Linked DNA regions of Mus musculus: region 2 is linked to region 1. Evidence: chromatin contacts called from public promoter capture Hi-C data. All regions are on one chromosome and are shown on one strand. Each heading gives the region's core, a stretch centred on a gene start, on an enhancer-like site or on the middle of the called end of the contact. The rest is flanking DNA. Distances are from core to core; before and after follow the strand shown. Region 1 holds the start of Ndufs3 (NADH:ubiquinone oxidoreductase core subunit S3). Region 2 holds the start of Hsd17b12 (hydroxysteroid (17-beta) dehydrogenase 12).

The links. Promoter capture Hi-C pulls out the DNA fragments that hold promoters and counts their contacts.
Region 2: a contact with region 1 is called in a promoter capture Hi-C map of pre-B cells, with 3 times the contacts expected there. The contact joins the promoter of Hsd17b12 here to the promoter of Ndufs3 in region 1. A contact is called at or near these places in 2 of 39 promoter capture datasets (cranial neural crest and pre-B cells).

Annotation. Positions count from the first base shown.
Region 1 is chr2:90,902,898-90,906,050 of GRCm38.p6, forward strand. Ndufs3 (NADH:ubiquinone oxidoreductase core subunit S3) reads right to left here and starts at 1,824. Exons shown (of 7, transcript NM_026688.3): 1 at 1,687-1,824; 2 at 1,526-1,591; 3 at 1-47. The coding sequence starts at 1,750. Kbtbd4 (kelch repeat and BTB (POZ) domain containing 4) reads left to right here and starts at 1,843. Exons shown (of 4, transcript NM_025991.4): 1 at 1,843-2,012; 2 at 2,769-3,153. The coding sequence starts at 2,798.
Region 2 is chr2:94,156,062-94,159,462 of GRCm38.p6, forward strand. Hsd17b12 (hydroxysteroid (17-beta) dehydrogenase 12) reads right to left here and starts at 1,848. Exons shown (of 11, transcript NM_019657.4): 1 at 1,649-1,848. The coding sequence starts at 1,808. It overlaps Gm39885 (a long non-coding RNA gene), which reads left to right and starts at 2,103. Exons shown (of 3, transcript XR_866573.3): 1 at 2,103-3,381.

The sequences.
Region 1 (3,153 bases), core at 574-3,073:
TGCTGAGAGCTGCTTGTGGGTCACATCACTCCGGGGTCTGACAGTGGCTGGAAAGGAAAAAGCATGAAGGGAGAAGGTAGCAAACACACACACACACAAACAAACTAACTAACCTCTCAGGTCTTTCTGAAGAATTTTCATTAAAAAAGAAAAAGTTTACTTTTACTATTTATTTTGGTGTTTTGCCTGCATATATGTCTATGCACACATGAATGCCTGATGCTCACAGAAGCCAAAAGAATGTTAGATTCCCTGAGACTGGAGTTACAGATGGTTCTGAACTGACATGTCCATGTTGGGAATTGTATCTGGGATGAATAGCCAGTGCTCTTAAACACTGGGCCACCTCTCCAAGCCCTCCCTGAAGGATCTTAAGAGGCATAGGTGTAAAGTACCTTCCAGGAATTAGGAAGTGTTTAAAACTCAGGGAGAAGGGAGTGGAGAGATGGCTCAGTGGTTAAGAGCACTAACTGCTCTTCCAGAGGTCCTGAGTTCGATTCCTAGCAACCACATGGGACCCGATTCTCTACTCTGCTGTGTCTGAAGACAGCTGCAGTATATTCACATACATAAAAAAATAAAAATATCTTTAAAAAAAAAGAAAAAGAAAAAACTCAGAGTGCAACACCATTTCTCTTTCTCGGTCCATACACTCTTGTTACTGTGTTGGGCAATCTTTGCTTCTTTTCTCCACTGTTCCACAGCTGTTCCTCACTTCCTGTACTCATGGTAACAATGCAACAGTGGCAGCTCCTCTCTCAGACTCAGAGCTCTTTAAGGATGGAAACCAGACTTCTGTTTCTCTTTCCCTTCTTGGTACTTGTTTATACCAAGTTCTTAATCAGAGAACTTCAGGGCTGAAGGACCCTGAAAGATTACCTCATTGCCCATACTCTATCCCCTGTCACTTTGTGTAATAGATGTCCTGGAATGAAAAGAAGCTTTCTATTTCCCAGTGTGATTCTGTTGACTGAACATAAAATCACCACAGGGTCATTCAAGTACTTGAGCACCCACACATCACAGAATCAAGGATTAAGTATTTTCTGCACTTGGAAACAGACCTGCTTTGTCGTTCACTGGAACTGTGACTGAATAATTTAATTATCTGGACCGCTTCATGATCTACATCTATATGGACAGTAAAACGTTATGCGTCTCATCAGGCTCTTATGAAGTCCAAGGTGCCTAGTAAATACTAAATTGATGTGAGCTACAATTATTTTGGACTTTGAGTCTCAAAAGTTTTTGTTACCTGCGCTCAAAGACAATTTCATCGGAGGACAAAAAAAAAAATCAAATCCTGATAACGAGCAAAAGGCGATCAAGATCAGAAGGGAACAAATATCTAGGGCACAGGAAGTGCTCGATTCTAACAGCAAAGTGGAGACCATAGCAATCTCCAAGGACAAGCAGAGATTTGCCAGGAGGGAAGGACATTCCAAGGCAAGGACAAACATCTGACAGAAACAACGAAAGGCCCCAGCTAACGTTGGGGGAAAAAGCGCCATCCGCACATACTCACGGCGCTTGTCAGCCGCCGCGCTCTCCCTTCTTACGTGCTGCCACAGCACGGAGGGTCGCCCAGCCCCTGCACAGGGAGAGAAAAGGCACAAAGGCGCGGGTGAGACTCGGGGAGGTCTCCGTGCTGCCCGTGGTCTCAACCTGCTGCTGTTCCTTGCTCACCCCTGCCTACGGAAGCGGCCCCCAAGAGCCCACGACACCAGACCCTGGCTGCAGCCGCCGCCATGTTCCTTAGTGTGCCGACTAAGTAGCCGGAGAACACACGCAGGCCACGGAGCCCCAAGGGCACGGACCGGAAGTGGAAATGTGCAGTGACTCTTCTTCCGGGCGGACGCGGGGCGGGAAGCAGAGGTTCCGGATCTGAGCCCTGGCATGAAAGGAGGTATCGCAGGTAAGAAAGACCCGCAGGTGGGGAAACCGTGAGGTGTACGTAGCCCTATCTCGGTACAGCGGAGGCCGAAGAGAAGAAGACGCAACGAACCGCACCGGTGAGAGAAAGGGAAAGGGTGGGCGTTCTGGGTTCTAAGTTCTACACCGCGCCGGCTCTTGAGCTAAGCTTTTTTAATGGGGGGCGGGGTGGGGGGGGGAGACGATGGACGGTTTCCTTGGAGACCGTTTCCTAGGCGACTCCAGGTGGCACGGTCAGATTGCACAGGGTTATGGACTTCCTTGTGCCCCCGGCCGGGGACGGCTGGGCTCTCAAGGGCTTCTTTAAGAACTCACTGGAGCGAGAGGTAAGTAAGAAACAGCAGCTTAGAAAAGAGTAAAAGTGGAAGTCCAGGCCCAAGCCTCAGTATTGGGGGGTCTGCACTCTTATGTCCAGGCAAAGAGGGAATGTAACAACAATACCTGGATGTCTTAGTTTGGCCTAATTATGCTTCTCCAGAGTCTCATTAGTTGTATATCCAAATTATTTGGTTTTAAGATCATAGGCTTCCTCCTTCGTCTTTTTCATGAGCTAACCTAAGTCCCAAGTCTTTTGTTACATCACGATCAGGAATATCCAATTTTACCTCAAGGAAAAACAACAGAGTTGGAACTTTTAATTGAATTCATTGGAGGAGAGGCCCCACTGCAGGAAAACTGGAGGAATGGCATAGGCCACATTGGCAAGACCAGGAATAAGGCCATTCTGGACCCACTTTGCTCCAGTGTCTCCCTTCTCCCTGTCTTGACTTGGACAGTTGGATTCATGGACTGTGTCTGTGAATTACCCAAATACTTAGGGTGATATTGCTTTGCAGATAGTTGGCAAAGAGAGAAGTTGGCTACCATGGAGTCACCAGAGGAGCCTGGAGCATCCATGGATGAAAACTACTTTGTGAACTATACTTTCAAAGACCGGTCTCACTCAGGCCGAGTGGCTCAGGGCATCATGAAACTGTGTTTAGAGGAGGAGCTCTTTGCTGATGTCACCATTTCAGTGGAAGGCCGAGAGTTTCAGCTGCACCGGCTGGTCCTGTCAGCTCAGAGCTGCTTCTTCCGATCCATGTTCACATCCAACCTGAAGGAGGCTCACAACCGGGTGATTGTGCTGCAGGATGTCAGCGAGTCTGTTTTCCAGCTCCTAGTTGACTATATATACCATGGGACTGTGAAACTTCGAGCTGATGAGCTGCAGGAAATTTA
Region 2 (3,401 bases), core at 598-3,097, 3.3 Mb after region 1:
GCATTCATGTGGAGAGAAGTCAGTCTCTCCTCTGTGGATAATCCTGAGCATGGAAATCAGGCTGTCAAGTGTAGGCCAGGTGCCGTTACCTGCTAAGCCATCTTGCTTATCATTTCTTTTGCTTAAGCATTAAAAAAAAAAAAAAAAAAAAAAAAAAAAAAACCAAAACCCCAAACAATTGACCCCAACTATACTTCACTTCCATATGACACCACAGTTCTCTTTCATATCCCAATGTTCTAGGTCAAATTTCTTTTCTAAATCTGCCAGAAATGCTTTCCTAATTTTTACCAGTTTCCCTTTGTCTGGATGGAGCCAAACCTACCTTGAACGTGGCAAACCCTTGACTTTCACTCTGCGTTTTAGACTGTGCAAACAATTTACAATAATAAAGCTAAAGCAACACTGGGCTTTCTTTGCAAGTTTCATTTTATTGGATAACTGATTTCCTATGGGATTACTGTTGCATTGACTTAAAAAAAAATAAAAATAAGCCAACAAACAACTTTTTCCAAGCTGACAACAAAGAAACTGACCAAGTCAATTGTGAAATTATATCATCTGAATCTTAATCACAGCGAGCACTTTTTCCCCCAGGGACTATGAAAAGTGATTTTGGAAAGTTGTATAAAATCACTGTTTGCCCCACATCAAGGAAAGGGGCTCACAAACTCATTTCTACTTGAAATATTTTCTCCTATTATTAGGGTGTTGTCCCAAAAGATTAACTGTCATGTCTTTTCTAAGTCGTTTAAATGTTCTTTAATGAACAGAACAAACCTGAAAAGTAACATGATTTCTGTCCTGTGTTTAGTCCGTAGGCAACCGCACCCCAATATTCTATAAAATGTTTGAGTCGTGAACAGTGAGTTACAAAACACCAGAGAGCCACACATACATCATGATTACATGGGTGTTTGTTTTAAAGCCCTTCTCTCAAAAAATAGAAACAAAGGTGAGAGGGCTGAACTAGGATTTTCTCAACTTCTCTGATACGACCTTCGTTCTCATTTTTAAAATCTGTCAACTGAAAAGAAGAAGGTTCGCGTGTTTTGGTCACTTTTTGTAAAGACATTTTCCGCAAACTCTTGCAAAAAGTACTGAATACGATAGGAAGACTTTGTTTTCCCAGAACAGCGCTTCTTAGTCATTGAAACTCCAGAATAATTTACCAAGATTTCCTCCGACACCGCCTCCACCTCCCCCCTCCCCAAAAGGACTTGTTAAATTACATGAAACAAACCCAATTCAAGTAACTGGAGAATCAAGTTTCCCAAGATCCTAACTTCTGAAATCGTTGTCCCTGCAACCCTTCTTCCTATCTTCACCTATGCTCTCATCCATAGCACAGGGCCAGTTTTCAAGCCAAGTGAAAAACTTTATTTTAAAAAATAAATAAACACTGCAAGGGACACAGCGGACAATGCGCCTGACTCCGGCCGCCTGCCCAGGAGGGCTCCAACAGGACAAGTCCGGGGAGTTAAGAAAGGTCTCCTCCGTGCCCACCAGGCAGCAGCAGGTCAGATCACCCACCCCGCCAGTGCGCTCAGGGTCTGGAGAAGTTTCCGCGCTCCAGAGCGGGCTCGCTGAGCGCGAGCGACAGGGGAACAAGGGCCACAGCGTGGTCGCGGCTTGTGGTTCCACTCACCTGCCCATTCTCCGAGTCGCGGACCGACCAAGGCCTCGTTGCCCACGCACCACACCTGGAAGGCCCTGAAGAGCGAGTACGAGGCTCGCAGGGCCAGGTAGGCAATGGTGCTCGCGCCCACCCAGTACAGGAAGCCGGCCGCCGGGGGAGCGCACTCCATGGCTCGTGACTAGGCCTCACTACTACGGTGAATGGGGAAGGAAAAAAAAAAAAAGAATGAATGGGACGAGGAGGCGGTGCCGCCGTGACGGCGAAGACGCAGCGAATAGACGTGATTTTTTGAACGCTTTAGGTCTAAGACCCGCCTACATAGTCATATCCATGTGTCTATTGGTGACTTCTCTTTCCTGTAAGCGTACTATGTCTCCTATTGGTTAGCCTTCGTTTCGTAGCCCCGCCCACAATCCCCTTCGGCGCGCTCAGAGCCGCATTTCCGTATTAAGACAGTGGCTCGCTCACAAGCCGCTCAACGTTTGGCTCCGCCCACAAGCTTTACCTCGCACCACCGAAGCGCAGGGATCTCTCATTGGCAGAGGCGGCCCTTACGACTGCGGAAGGCTGCGCGCTGATTGGCCAGTGATACCTAACTGGGTTTAGCTCACATTTCAGGAAGGAATGGAACCGGAAAGGGAAGAATATAGTAGAAGTCCGGGAGGAGCTGGAGTAGTGCTTGTGATTACGTCTTAGTAATAACCGCTTTCGGATTGTTAATTCCTCAGACTTTTCAGATGAAGGTTTACGGTTCCCCTTTGTCTGCAGAGCACGCTTTCGCTCCATTTTTTTGAATGACTGCCTTAGCTCCCACAATGAACTTTATACTTGTTCCCAATAATTCGGAATTCCAGAAAACTCTACTGTGTAGTAGCGTTAACAGTTGTAAGATGAATGAAAAGTATCCTACAAGAACAGAGCTTATGGAGCAATTCTGGGAAACTCAAATTTTTTTATTGGACCTGGTCCAGTAAAAACCAAAATCATTTTATTTTTGTTTTGTGGGAGGATATTAAAGAGATATTTGTGTCCTATACTTTTTACTGTAAGACAATCAAAACAATAAAATCAAAACAGGAACCGATTCACCCCCATCAAGGGACTTCATGCTGGGATAAAAGAAAACCTAAAACGTGGGCAAACACTTCCAGAACACCTTACAGGGGAGGCAATGAGGGGCCAGTGGTGAGCTGGCTGGACCACACTTTGACTTGCTTAGATTTATGTTACTCTGGCCCATTCTTAAACCATAACTGCACATCAGAACCTAAAACATGGCTTTGGTGGAAGGTACTGGGTCTCTTTATAACTTTTCCCAAATCTTTTTTTATTCTTTTCTTTTCCTGCTGTTCTGCACTATTAATTTGACTGTTTTAGCTGACTTAGGAAGGACAGGTGACCGAAACTCACTTGTTGATGCACAAGCTGTGGCCCTGACTCTGAAAACAGGCCTTATGCTTGAGCAGCAAATACTTTACCCACCAAGCAATCTCCCCTGCCCTGAAGGGAAGCTTTAAGGGGACACAAAAATCTGATCTCTGGAAGAGCATGGAAGTACTTCAGCGGACAGGGAGACAGACATAAAGTAAACAAATGGAGTCGCTGTTCAGGCTCTACTTAGAGGTCCAGGGGCTCATTCAATATCTCCACTCAAGCTCAATACATTTATTGTTTGTTTTTGTTTTGAGACAGGATGTCAAATATCCTAAGCTGCCTCTACCTCCCAAGGTTTGAGATTCCAGGTATGTGACACCATTTTTTT